Regions from separate parts of the Rattus norvegicus genome. Here region 1 is linked to region 2. A link is a contact called in public Hi-C data. All regions are on one chromosome and are shown on one strand. Each heading gives the region's core, a stretch centred on a gene start, on an enhancer-like site or on the middle of the called end of the contact. The rest is flanking DNA. Distances are from core to core; before and after follow the strand shown. Region 1 overlaps Ece1 (endothelin converting enzyme 1). Region 2 holds the start of Ece1 (endothelin converting enzyme 1).

Evidence for each region. A called contact is a pair of places that touch in the nucleus more often than the background predicts.
Region 1: a Hi-C map of liver shows a contact between it and region 2, with 2.8 times the contacts expected there. The contact joins the enhancer-like site here to the promoter of Ece1 in region 2. A contact is called at or near these places in 4 of 12 Hi-C or Micro-C datasets (hepatocytes, kidney and liver).

Annotation. Positions count from the first base shown.
Region 1 is chr5:155,444,708-155,447,702 of GRCr8, reverse strand. It overlaps Ece1 (endothelin converting enzyme 1), which reads right to left. Exons shown (of 19, transcript NM_053596.2): 11 at 2,289-2,399; 12 at 1,449-1,547; 13 at 840-917. Among named protein-coding and RNA genes, the nearest start is that of Eif4g3, 35 kb to the left of the region's middle. Within about 2 kb of position 1,637, at least 4 of the 93 cell types and tissues checked have an H3K27ac peak or open chromatin away from gene starts, as enhancers often do. A contact at or near this core is called in hepatocytes and liver, where this site is marked.
Region 2 is chr5:155,359,379-155,362,617 of GRCr8, reverse strand. It overlaps Ece1 (endothelin converting enzyme 1), which reads right to left and starts at 1,587. Exons shown (of 19, transcript NM_053596.2): 1 at 1,524-1,587. The coding sequence starts at 1,526. It overlaps LOC134487019 (a long non-coding RNA gene), which reads left to right and starts at 2,131. Exons shown (of 4, transcript XR_010066693.1): 1 at 2,131-2,418.

The sequences.
Region 1 (2,995 bases), core at 388-2,887, 85 kb before region 2:
GGAAGAGAGGAGCTCAGGGGCAGGAGGACGCCTGGGAGCAGCAGCAGCAGCAGCAGGTAAGGGGCTCACTTTGCTTACTCGAGGCTTTAGGGTTGCTGATTCTCACTGTGCCTTTGAAGAAACACTTTCTTTGAAGTAATAAACTTAATAAATGTATGTGTACACACATGCACATGCATGCATGCTTACTGTACACTCGTGTGTGACGGGGTGGCCAGAAGGAGTCGTATCTACTGGAGCTTGAGTTGTAGGAGGTCAGGAACTGCCCAAGGCGGGTGCTGAGAACCCAACTCCCGTAAGAGCAGTACGCGCTCTGGACCCGTCCGTCTGTCTGTCTGTCTGAGATAGGGTCTACCTTATAGTCCAGGGTGACCTTGAACTTGCCAAGTAGCCAAAGATGGCCTTGAACCCTGTTCCTCCTGCCCCAGCTTGTGGAGTCCTAGGGTTAGACACATATTGGCATGTCCGGTTGTTCTCCCCTCCTTTTTCCTGCCCCATGCTGTTGGGGATGGAACCTACGGCCTCACACACTCTAAGCACATGCTGTGCCACGGAGGCACCCTGCCCTAGCCGTTCCCACTCCCTCCCTGGAGCCGCCATTCCTAGTGAGGCCCAGAGCTTGTGTTCCAGAAATAACCACAGAGCAATGGCTGATGGTGGCTCTGGGGAGACAGGGACCCCCACTGACCCAGGACCACAAAGGAACAGGGGAAACTTTCCTCATGCCCCGTATCCCTAAACCCCGCCCTACATCACATTGGTATAGGTTGATGGCCACCACCGTGGCCTTGCCTCACATGGGCTTCAGGGAGTTTGAGGGGTAGACGGAAGCCACTTACGTCATTGAACACTTTGTCCAGCTCCTTGGGGTCCATGATGAAGTTGGGGTAGCCTATCATGTTGTAGATGGCGTCCGCCTGGACAGGAGGGATTGGAGTAAAACAGGGTCAAATGGTGCTAGCCAAGCCTGCCCCAGCTCTGTGGGATCCAGCTCAGGGTCCGTGCCAAGGAGAGGCAGGGCTAGCCTCCTGCCCCCTTAAGGATTCTATATCTTTTTCCTGGAAGGAGTCTGGTAAATTCTGTGAAATGTCATTTCCCTCGAGAGAGCATCATGGTTTGGATGTGTCACCCAAAGTTTACACATTGTAACTGATTCTGAGCTGAACGGTTCTGGAAGGTGAGCGAGTCACACAGCCTTCCTTGGTCCTCATGAAGGACAGCCACGGTTGCAGGAATGAGAGGGACCGAGGGTTACTTAACACAGGAGCTGGCTCTTACGAAAGGGTTGGCCTAGTCCCTTCCAGGGTGGGCACCCCCCTTGTCCTTTCCCTTCTGCTATGGGATATCCCTGACTCTATGCCACGGGGGCCTTCAGGATGTCCTGAGTCCCACTAGAATCACAGGGCACAATGGCATCCACACACATCTGAACTGCCAGGTAGCCTCACCTTCTCCTTGGCTGACCTCCGAGTATCTTCATCCATCCATTTCAGGGTGCTCAGGCTCTCCTCGAATGCCTTCTTGATCTCCAGGATGATCTCGCTGGCCTGAGGGACAGATGCCACGCCAGTGAGGGCTGGGCTCTGGCATCACCAACTAAGGACATTGCATCACCGGGAGCCCTGTGCCTAACTAAGGACATTGCATCACTGGGAGCGCTGTGCTTAAAGGACACCGCCGGCCAAAGGCTAAACTCAGGACTGGGTCAGGGAGGATCCATGTTTCCTACCCATCCTCTCCTTATAGGATCCTTCGAGCCAAGGCTGGCCTCCCGCTAACAGGACTGGGGTCAAGTGAGATGAGGCAGACTTTCAGGAAGTTGACGCAGTCTCTGTTGCTGGACTTTTCAGAGCCTCTCACATGGGCAGGTGCACTGTGAGCCCTTCCGTGATGGCTAAAATCCTCGGCCATTCCCAGACTGACCAGAGCACAGAAATCATTCTGAATGGAATGAGGTTTGAAATCTAGGGACAGTTTCCAAAAGGTTGCGGTTGCTACGGAAACAAACAGGAGCTCTGGAAAGGTAACTACATCATGGCCGGACCTGGAGGTCGGAGACAGGTTGAAGATTCTGGAGAAGAGGGGGGAGGCCCTCCACAGCAGCCGAGGTGACAGACCGAAGGGGGCGAGCCCTTGACTCCCGCTGGACTCTGTGTTAACCACAGACTGACATAAGCTCTACGCAGTCAGTACTGTTAGTGACCACAGCGAGGGCTGGGGCTGGGGCCTTAGTACGTGTGGGGCCCTGGGTTCAATCCCCAGCACCCTGAACACAGAGAGGCACTTACTATGTTCTTGCTGTCCTCCGCAAAGGTTGCTTTCACAAACATGGGGCCCAGGGCAAAGCCCAGGTTGTTTTCTGTGTCACTCACGCAAAACTTCCAGCGGGGAAGACAGGTCTGGAAAACACACATGGCTGCCAGTGGGACACACACATGGCTGTTTGTGGGAACAGCTTCCTTCTCCCAGCCCCTTTCCACCCGAGAACGGTGCCACCAGGCGCTTGTGCTTTCTTCTGGAGCCTTGGAGATACATTTTCTGGCCCAGTGGAGGCTACTTTAGGTACTGAGCTGAGAAGACTCAGGGCTAGGGACATAGCTCAGTGACAGAATGCTTGCCTGGCATGTAGGAGGCTGTGATTCTGTCACCAGTACTGAAGGGGGAAAAAAGATAGGCATGGTGGCCTTGAGTTGGTGACGAGGTTTGAGACTAGCCTGGGCTACAAAGTAAGACCCCCTTTCTCTCTTCAGCCTGGTACCAAAAGGTCTGGGATGTAGCTCAGTTAGAGTGTGGGATGCAAGGGGCCCTGGATTCATGTCCCAGCATCATAAAACGCTAGGTATGGGGCTGGGTACGGTGGCTCACGCTATTAGTCCCAGCTCTCTGCAGACAGAGGCAGACAGATCTTTGTGTGTTCAAGGTCAGCCCGGTCCACATAGTATGTTCATAGCTAATCAGAGCTACCGAGTAAGAGTTAGACACAGACACAGACACA
Region 2 (3,239 bases), core at 338-2,837:
CCAAACACTCATACAAACAAATTTTTTTTTTAAAAAATGCTTTTAAATGTTCCCAGGGCAGAGGGGTTGTCAGTTGGTTTGTTCAATCTCAGGCTGCCCTTGGACCCAAAATCTGCCTGCCTCGGCCTCCCAAACACTTCGATCAGAGCATTCAAGACCACATCAGACTTTCTGCTGCTTTGTAAGAAGGAAAACGTCCTCTCTGTGAGCAGCTCAGGCCAGGGTGGGGTACAGAAAGAGGATGTTTGACTTCGAAGTCTCTCCCTATTTTATAGCTCTCCCACATCCTCAAGCTTTCAAACAAGAGGTGACCATTCCCTCGATGTGAAACTACCCAGGCAGGCAACACATGCCTGGGAGATTCTTAATGAGGGAAGTAAGTCAGGTCCAAGATGATCTCTGGGCACATTGTGGGGGTGGGGGGCGAGAATTAAGTCATCTGGCTCTAGAGAGACAAATCATGTCTCACGGGAAAAATGCCAGTGGGTAAGAGAGAAAAGGGGTGGGGGGGACTTAATTTCTGATCAGACAAGGGTTGGTCCTGGGGCTGGCGCTGGAGCATCTCCAGCTCTCAACATGGTGCCCCTCCATTCCTCAGTGAACCCCTCAGGCTTGGAAGGGACATCACAGATATAGGCAAATCCCTGAGACCCAAAAGCAGAGAACCCAGGCGGATCGCTCTCCTCAGGTCACACAGGGTGTCCTGGATTCAGTGCACACGGCAAGAGCCCAGCTCTAGGGGAGGCAATCAGGTCCGCAGGGAGAGAAGCAAATGGGTGTGATGGAGAGGTGACCTGAGGCCTTGGCTCTGGGCCAAAGTCAACTGGCCACCCCAAAGCTCCCAAAAGCAGCCAGGTCTGGATTGGATGGATGTCAGGCTTGAGGCTTGAGCCCCCCAAAAAATCCTCTTCCTCAAGGACCCCTTTACCCTGGTGCTTTTGCCCACAAGAGGCAGCACTCGGGCCCTCCTCTGAGGATTCATTATTGGGAGATGCTGGGAACACCAGATAACCCTCGGAACCTCATGCTATCCCCTCCTCTCTGAGCAATCCCTCCTCTTCCCGTAAGCCTGGCAGCCACTGCAGGGTCAGTCGTAGGAGAAAAGTGCCCAGGATGTCTAAAGCGTTCTCGAATCCCAAACTCACTTGAACTATGCGGGGCGTGAGCTCAAGTCCAACTGAACCCCGACGTCTCTGAATCGACCCGGCCTAGCTGCCCACGGTCTCCACGCCAAGCCAAACCAAGCTCAGGGATTTGCACACCCCAAACCTATCTCACCAACTGTCCCCCCAAATCCAGCACGCGATCCCGAGTCTTCCATGCCAGGAGCCGACCAGCAGCCCAGAACTAAGGTCCTCGCAGACCGGACACCCCCCAACTCTCGCCCGGGTCCAAGCTAGCGAACAGCGGGACGCGGGCCTCAGCAGCAGGGGACGCCCAGCTCGCCACGAACCAGCCAGGATGCCACCGCCGCGCGGCTGCCGGGGCTGTCGGGGCTGCGTGGAGCCGCAGGACGTACTCACCATCGCTCGCGGGCTCCGAACGGCCGGGCTTTGGATGCACCTCCCGCTAAGGCTCCGGCTCCCGGTGCTCTGCGCTGAGCTCTACGCTCCGACCGCACGGCTAGCTGCCGGGGCGGCGCGCGCGGCTGGGGCGCCCAGGCCAGAGGGCGGGGCCCGCCGCGAACCAATACTGAAGCGAGGGGGCTGCGGGCCCCAAAGAAACAACCAATCAGGCGCGTAGGTTGGACTCCCCCCACCCCGCGGGCTCCTTAACCCTTGGTATGCTGGAGCGCTGGATACTCTAGCTGCCCCGAATACCGGTGGGTCCAGTGGTGAGGGCTCGAACCTCCAGCTTAATCTAGATCTTGCTGGGACCCTCGCTAGGGACAGACGGAGCCTGTGTCAGGCCCACCTGTGCCCATTTCGGGCTCTGGGAGCCTAAGCGACCTTTGTCTCCTGCCTGGCGCCTGCAACTGTAGTATGACCCTGGGCGCTGCAGCTGTGGGTGTGTTTGTGTGCAAGAAGGAAGAAGGGCAGAGAGGAGGAGACAGAAAAGGGGGAAGGGATGGATTTCACATGCCTGTGTGTTTATGTGGAAAGACAGAAGACTATATTTGGGGATTAGTGTGTGTGTGTGTGTGTGTGTGTGTGTGTGTGTGTGTGTGTGTGTTTACCCGCGCAGGCGCGCGATTCAGAGAGGGGCAAAAGAAAAAGAAGTGGAGTGGAATGGATGCCCAGAAGGCTGGGCACTTACACCTCCAGTAGAGAAACTTTCTCCTTATGCCTGCTGCCCAAGTGCAGAGAAGGGAAGAACAGGAAACTATGTACTGGGTGAGCCGTGCATTTGTGACCTGTTGAGCACACATGTGGGCGTGGCAGAAAGAGTCTTTGTGCCCCTGCTGTGAAAGAGCAGACGGTAAGTTCCGGTTAGTTCCGTTTGGTGTACATGTACATTCGAGCATGCAGTTGAGAGACACGGCAGAGATTTACCAAAACGTTGTGGATGGTTCAGTTTGAGTACAGAGAGGTCAGTGTGGCAAATATGTGTTTTTGTTTGTGTGACTTTGTTGTGTGGCTGGTTTGTTTTTGTTTTTTAAGATAGGCCTCAGGGTTGGAGAGATGGCCAAATGGTTAAGAACTTGTATCGCTCTTACACGGGTAGGGGGAGTGGAGGGTCCCAGCACCAGTATGGTAAGGCTCATAACTGCCTGTAACTTCAGCTGCAAGGAATCCAATGTCCTATCCTGGCATCTACAAACACCGGCATTCACATGTGCACATACTCCACCCCAGGCAAATACATACACGTAATTAAAAACAAACAAATTGCCAGACAGTGGCGGTGGCCTTTGCCTTTAATCCCATCACAGAGGCAGGTGGATCCCTGAGTTCAAGGACAGCCTGGTCTACAGAGCAAGTTCTAGGACAGCCAGAGCCTCATAGAGAAACCCTGTCTCTATCTTGAAAAACCAACCAGCAAAAGAAACAGAGATGGGTCTCAGTAACCTAGCCCAGGCTAGCCCAATCCTACCACTACCTGGAGTGCTTAAGGTTACAGGTGTGCCCACCATGCCCCACCTAATTGACTCTGGTCATTCCTTATGTTTGTATGATACCAAGGAAAGAAACTAAAGTATAAGGGATGTAAGATTTGTGTTCAGAGACAAAGACATCCTGGAGGATTTGAGATGGTGTTCGGAGGGAAGGAAGGAGGGAGGGAGGGAGGGAAGGGAAGGG